Linked DNA regions of Sus scrofa: region 2 is linked to region 1. Evidence: chromatin contacts called from public HiChIP or PLAC-seq data. All regions are on one chromosome and are shown on one strand. The core of a region is the stretch at or near the end of the contact, and the rest is flanking DNA. Distances in the headings are between cores, read along the strand shown. Region 1 has its middle 380 kb from the start of FAT4. Region 2 holds the start of FAT4 (protocadherin Fat 4).

The links. HiChIP or PLAC-seq counts read pairs in DNA pulled down with a chosen protein or histone mark.
Region 2: a contact with region 1 is called in an H3K27ac HiChIP or PLAC-seq map of skeletal muscle, with 14 times the contacts expected there. The contact joins the promoter of FAT4 here to the enhancer-like site in region 1. A contact is called at or near these places in 1 of 5 promoter capture datasets (liver), 16 of 47 Hi-C or Micro-C datasets (alveolar macrophages, embryonic fibroblasts, fetal heart ventricle and 8 more) and 1 of 2 datasets of contacts at active chromatin or transcription factors (skeletal muscle).

The regions. Positions count from the first base shown.
Region 1 is chr8:98,931,048-98,934,684 of Sscrofa11.1, forward strand. No RefSeq gene overlaps it. Among named protein-coding and RNA genes, the nearest start is that of FAT4, 380 kb to the right of the region's middle. Within about 2 kb of position 1,869, at least 4 of the 83 cell types and tissues checked have an H3K27ac peak or open chromatin away from gene starts, as enhancers often do.
Region 2 is chr8:99,310,124-99,313,760 of Sscrofa11.1, forward strand. FAT4 (protocadherin Fat 4) reads right to left here and starts at 2,008. Exons shown (of 22, transcript XM_021101611.1): 1 at 1-2,008. The coding sequence starts at 396. The region is part of intron 1 of LOC106504728 (a long non-coding RNA gene); the gene reads left to right.

The DNA of each region.
Region 1 (3,637 bases), core at 619-3,118:
CCTTTCCTGGATTTGGTCTCTAAAGACTTCAAATTTCCCTTACAAACTGCTCACTCATAAACCTGACCCATCTAGTGTGGCCCCTTAATTAGGAGTAGTTACTTCATCCCTATTATTTCAGCAGCCTTCAAACTCTTTGTGCACATAAAGTTTACAGGGGGGAAATATTTTTAAAATATTTTTGTTAATTTTTACAAAGCCTAATGTTAAATTTCTTTATTTGATAAACATCTTGGAAAATTTTTTAGGCTGAAAAATTTAGTACATTTATTTGCAGCTTGTCCCTGAGAGAATTTTTTCTTTCTGAGTAGGAACCATACATATGAGCAAGCTGACAGAAAGAAATAATGCTCAGCAGCAACAGAGGTGAATCTTATAAAAATGCAAGGGTCTAAAAATGTACAATTAGCCCATTCTATATTCTGCAGACTACCTTGATTAAAATCAAGCAAATCAATAAATAATCAATTAAAAAATTAATTTCAAGGCACCTGAAATCATAAACATTAATTTCTTGGCAGCTCTCAAAGGTCCTAATTTCCTGAAAACTTGTTACTGTTATCCATGAAGTTTGTTCTGCTAGCTGTTCAAAAAAAAAAAAAAAAAAAAAAGTTTGTCACTAATTCCCTATATTTAATACCTTGCTACTTGAAAGAAATTACCTAGAGTAATTTCTATTTTCCCTGAACAAATCCTGACTATTAAAATTGCTTTTCTTTGTAATTGAAAAAATCTACTGAATCACCACCTCATAAATAGATATTTAATATGTACTTAAAAAGCATATTCTTTAAAAAATAAATGGCAAGTTGTAGTGGGTAAACACATGAAAACATATAATAAATAGACCATCCAATTTATTTTCTACTATTTTTGTTTTAATCATCTACATTAAAGATCTATCTTTAAGCCAAAATAGGAGGAAATAAGAATGTATTATAATTCTCATAATTTTAAATTACTGCTTCAATTTTAATACTTTAAAAACCTTTGGATTGCTGAAATATTGTTTATCAATTAAATTCAAGCAGAGAAAAAATTAGTTTATTAACTAAGGTTATCTACAGACAGTAATACGTATTCATTGATTTCTTTCTAAGTAGCATTATTTACACATGCTGATAAAATACTGTTCACAGTTTTAAAGCGCATTTCCAACATTATAGTTTAAGATTTGGAAAATTTTTAAACTAGATAATATTAGCTTCTATAAATGACAAAGATTCATCTTAATTGCCATCCAAATATGGTCCAAATGGAAATATTACAAAATCTTTGTTACTTTTCTATTCTTTTATCAAGTATATTCAGTACATAATTTGATTTTTTTCCTTCTAAATGTTTTTAAGGTATTTTCACGATGTCTATTAACTGATCTCTCTGCCAATAGTTTCTTTCTTTTCTATTTTCTTTCCACATCACAGCCAGAGTAAATTTTCTAATCCAACTATAATCATTTAAATTATCCCTCTAAAAATATGACTTCTAGGAAAGAATCACAGTTGTTAAGGCTATTATAGACCTGCTGCAGGGCACACATCAGCCATTCATCCAAAAAAGGCGTACAGTGTTCTTAACATGAAAGAAGATAGCTGGGTGCTAATGGGAATGCCCATCTCCTTTAAACGTATACCACAGGCGTAGTTTGCATATTAGTCTAGATTTTAGTTTTTCTAGTCAGGGTGCATTTTTCAATACCTGTTTGGTTATAGGAAGACACTACTGGAGACTCATTAAGAGAATATCAGAGCATGCTGGAGTCACACTTATCTCAGCGCTGAATTAGAATTTCTGTGACGACATAGTTTAATCAGTGTGTTTTCACGTGGGAAGAGGAGTGGAGAATTGTGCCCCATCCATGCCAACACTCTAGCCAAAGTGACCCAGAGCAATGGAGCTAGCACTTGCCTGAAGATGTCCAAAGGCTGTACAGCTTTGAAAGAGAAACTGTCAGCTCCTTTTATCACTTCAGGAAGAGACATGGACCTGCAGGGTTTTATCATGAGTATACGTTTTTATAAGTATTTATTTAATAAAGCTCTGTTTTTGTGTTCATTCCCCTCTGCTTCCTCAGAAGGAAAAAAAAGATAAAGAAAATTTTTCCTGATTGTATTTCAGAAAGATCATCAAAGTTAGTGAGTTTTCTTAGGGATAGAGAATATAATATACATACATATATGATATATGAAATATTTATCTATTTATATATCAAATATCTATCTATCTATCTATCTATCTATCTATCTATCTATCTATCTATCTCGTATCAGAACTCAGAGAGCGAGGCAATAATAGTTAAGGTTTTTCCTAAATAACAAGAATTGTTTAGAAGTAATCTTTTTTCCTAACTGTAGGGGGAGTATATTTCTAACCAGTTGATTATTTTTTTTCTAATTCCACTGGAGATAATAGATTCAGTGTGCTAAATAAGGAACGTCCTTACTCAAAGTGACTGATTTCTTGAGCATTCCATTGTTTCTGTACATTTTAAAATCAGCAATTATTGCAAAGGAAATCTGTATTGTCCATGACAACTCCCCTATTCTTTTCTAAAACAACAGTCTTCATTCCTAGCAAAGTTATACATGGCTATGTTTTTTAGTTTTTATTTTATTACCAGTAAAAGAACAAAACATGAGACAAGACTATTGTCTGATCCATCTGGTGCTATGTTTCCTCCGCACAAGCCTTGTGTAACACACACAATATTTCTACTGCAAATGTTGTTTAGCTTTTAAAACAATTGCCTATCAAAGCATCAGGTCCCATTGATAATGGAGCAAAGCCTTTCCTGCAATTGTAAGCCAGGAAATGCTGGCCCCTTGGCAAGTCTCATATGTCCTGCTGCTTGCAATCTCCCTCCCTCCTTGCTGGAATGTGTTATTTTTAAGCAGCTAGACTAACAGGAAGAGAAAGTTGTTACTTCTTTTCATGTGATGGAGAAGGCAGGGGAAGGCAACTGCATTTTAAGAATTGGGTTGATCAGATCTCAAAACCACTTATCAGGTACCAAGTCACTGCTGTGAGAGCACTCTCTAATCACAAACATAGCTTTGGATAGTTAATAAGTTCCTTATTTCATAACTCAATACATTTTGCAGGCTTCTGAGAATTGAAAAATAAATACACAAACTGTAATGAAGGTATGTAGAAACTCATTGTTTTGCGCTTACATGGATGAAAGAATGTTAATTTTGAAGTGAGATTCCCTGAAAATAAAGTACTTGAAAGAAAACCACACAAGCAGAGACACCATTTTATTTCACATTGTTACTAAATGTTGAACCAGTTTCAATGGGACATTTTATTGACCACCATAAAAAGAATTATATAATTTCAAAAAGAAACACATTCTCTCATATTTACCTCTGCAAGAAATAACTATTATAGCTTCAATCTGCAACATCTACTTGTATAAAAATTAATCTATTGGTGTCCTTAAATATTTTTTGTCCCCTAATTTACTTTAAAAAGCAGATCAGTTTTAAGAGAAGAAAAAATAGTCATAGATATGTTGAGCATGAAAGGCATTTGTTCTTGCTCCTCTTGAACAAGCAAAGCCTATCTCTACCTTGGATCCTCTGTTCCTGCTGTTCCTTCTCCCTAAAATGTTCTCCCCCAGACTTTGCCAAGTCTC
Region 2 (3,637 bases), core at 758-3,257, 380 kb after region 1:
GGCGTTGTCATTGAGGTCCCGTACCAAGACTCGCACTTCGGTGGGGTAGGTGGGCGAGCTGGAAAGAACCACTAGGTTGATCACGTCGCTGGGTAGGCTCTCGCGGTCGATGGTGGCAGTGGTGTACAGGGCCCCGGTGCTACTGTTTATGGCAAACAGGGCGTGGCTTTCGCTGAGCCGGTAGGTGAAGCCAGGGCGCGTCTGGATGGTACCCACCAGCGTGCCAGGAGGTTGCTCCTCCAGCACCTGAAACACCTGGCGCTGCTCCGCCCCGCTGACCCGGGCCGACCCTGGGAGCAGTGACAGCAGCCAAAAGACGCGAAGGAGCTGAAATAATGATAAAGTGGGCAGCGGGAGCCACGGGCGGCCAGGAGCCCTGTCTGCTGCCAAGTCCATGTTCCTGGCTCCCTGGAACAGTGTGATATAGAGAAGGAAGAGGTGAGGCAAAAAAGTGATGACGATGACGGGGATTAAGTAGCCCCAGCAAACATGCAGCCGATGGCTTGGAGAGCTCTGCTATTTCAAAGAATCTCCTGCCCAACAGAAGCAAGTCGCATCAGCAAAAGGATCAAGGTAGCCATTTGGATGCTTAGTGCGAGAGAGATGCCTTGGGGGAAAGCGGCAGGCATTCCTCGGACACTCCTGTGCGTTGATGAGTTCCCAGAAAAGTTTCTCAAACCTTCTCTATTTTCCCCCTTCACTTTGTTTTCGAATCCGGGAGAGTCAGCGTTTTCGCCCAGGTGGATGTGAGTTGGGAGAGATTGAGGTTAATGAGGAATGAAGTTGCAAACAATTGTCCTCAGAAACTTTAGAACTTACCACAGCGAAGAAACTGAAGAGGGAAGGACAAACGTCCGTAGCGGTGTGTGGAAAGAACAATTGCTCACGGGGGAGGGGTCGATGAGGAGCCGGGAGATTCTCGAATTCCTTTCCCAAAATCTGGAGACGAGGGATTTCCTCGAATCCCCTCTCCTCAAGAACAAGGCTGCAACGCCCCTCCAACAGGGCTGCAGAAGTGGCCGCTGAGGCCCAGGCTTCGGGGTCTGAGCGCGGGCAGCTAGAAAACTGCCTTCCAAGCGCTCACAGCGGCGCTGGGGCTCCGGTATCCCGGAGCGCTCAGCTCTGTCCCTTCTCCTCCAGCCGGCGCCGCCGCCCCTGCTGCGGCTTCGAGCCCGTAGTCAGGCGCAGGCAAAATCCAGCGCTATTCGGCATTTTTAATTTTTTTTACCTCTGCCAGGACGCCTGCCGACCCATTATTTGTACATCCAAATCGAGCGCAGGTCCCTCTTTCTTCTCGGCCTCGCCAGGGTCGGACAGGAGCAGCGCTCTGTCCCCGAGTCCCCTCCCCTAACCATGCCAGGGGGATCCTTCTCCGGCGGCCCCAGTCAGAAGCCCTCTCTAGTGCGCCTCGCCCCTGACCTCGTGCCCTTTCCCTTTATTGTCCTGTGTCAGTTTCACTTTGTAATCCACAAGGCTTTTTGTTTGGGGCGGGGGTGGTGGTTGGTCCCCCTTTCTCCTTCACCCGTGGCTGTGTAGGCGGGGAAATCCGCTCTGGGCTGTGGCAGCGCCCGCAGCAGCTTCGGACGGCGGCTGTCAGCGCTCTCCCTCTTGCCTGCCCCGGCTGAAGCTAGTACCGCTGTGGAGCTGGAGCTCCTTGAGCCCCTCTCAACCTCCGGCTGGTCCCCCACACTCTCCCCGCCCCTTCCCCGCCGCACGCGCGCGCGCAGACACACACACGCACACACACACACACACACAGCGCGTCGCCGAAACACAAACAGAGGGGGAGGGAAGACCGCGAGCTAGAGCAAGACACAGAAACTTTGCTCGCCACTCATTGATCCCCGCACTTTAGTTCGCCGGACTCCCCCTAACTCCGGGTGCTGTCACCTACTGCCCCTCCCTCGCCCCATCCCCATTGGGCCGGAGCTAAAGCAGCCCCGCCTGGCACTCCTACCGCCAGCGCTCTCGGACTTTTTCGGCCTCCGACTGGCTTCTCCGGATGCTAATCACTCCAGCCTCCTGGAGGACTGTAGGCTGTCGGGTGTGGGAGATCTGCGAGTAGGAGGCGCTGGGAAGGGGGGTGATTTTTTCTTTTTCTTTTTTTTTTTTTTTTTTTTTTTTTTTTTTTTTTTTGGTCAAATCTTGGCCGGCGTTACAGCAATAACAGCAAAAGGCTGCCGCAGAATAGATGGGGGTGGGGTCAGGTTTGCAGATAAATAACTTTAGTGGCGGGGTCTGGGAGAAGACCGTTAGATTGTTATGCTAGTAATAACTCAGGGGTAAGGGGGTCGAGAGAAATAAAAGAAAGGCGGGGGGTGAGGGTCTGTTAGAGCGGGAGGAAGGATTAAGCAAAGCCTGTCTGGGAATGCAAAGCGCAGATTTGCTTTAACCGTTTCCTGCCCCTTCTCTTGCGATGGGAGAGGAGGGAGCTGCTCTACAATACAACCCGACAGAATCCAAACCAAATCTTCCTCATGCCTCCTCTGTCTACAGAGCGAGCTAACTGCAGCCCAGGTTGAGATCAACCCTGAACCTGTCCCCATTTGTCCCTCCCCCACTGTCAGGTGACTAGGACACCAAGGCCTAGGTACTGACTGCACTTTGGATTTCCTGTAGGAAAAGCCAAGGGAACTCTGTTTGTTTTGTTTCCCTTCCCAAATGGATCCCAGGTGCCAGTAGCCAAACCTTAGAGTTTCAACAATAACAATGGTAGCCCATTGGAAAGATGGAGATCTTTTCCTATTGCAAAGTTTGGAATTTTGATCTCTGTTGGAGTATTTCCTCCCAGACATTTTATAACCAATGGAATCCTGATGAAGTTTTGTTTCTTTTTGTTTTGTTTTTTTTGTTTGTTTTTTGTTTTTGTCTTGAGAAAGGGTATATATGAGAAAAATAGAAATGAATAGAGTGAAATATTAAAAATAGCCACTTGCCATGCAAGGCACTCAGATTAATTTCCCTGATATTTACTGAAGCTAATCTTTGTGGTACAATTCGGCTCTTCAAAGAAAGAAAAAAGTGACTAGAAATCAGGTATTATTTATCCTTTAAGGGAAACCATTTAGAAAATAAGAATTTAAGGCAAGTAATGTAAATATAGGGCGTGTGTTTTACTTTTCGCCACAATGACCCCTCCAAGTTTAAAACTTTTCTGATACCAGAGATGATTCAGCGATGAGTAAATACTGCCCTCTGCTGTTTTCCATCAATCTTACAGCTTTTTAGTTGTCCACTTTCTTGCTTAAAATTAAATGCAGAGACTAGAAGGATCTGGTTACAAGGATAATTCCTCCTTCTTGCCCAGGGATAGTAGCAAAGGTAGAAAAGGTCTTTAGGAGTCTCCTATTACCCTTCTTTCCTTACAGTAAAAAAAAATAATAATAATTAATTAAGCAATAGTGATAGGGCTAGAGTAGGCACAGGTGGTTATAGAAATCCTAATAGGGGATCATAGATAAAGAGGGAAACCTGGGAGATATTGGGAGCCCATTGTAAATTAAAGAAAACCATCAAAATAAGGCAGGCTTGCTTAACTAGTGGAGGTGCAAGCATTGCCTCAGGTCATTAGGTGGGGGAAAGGTTGAGGCCTGCATTCAGAGTCAGACCTAGGGCAAAAATGTAAAGATCACCTTCA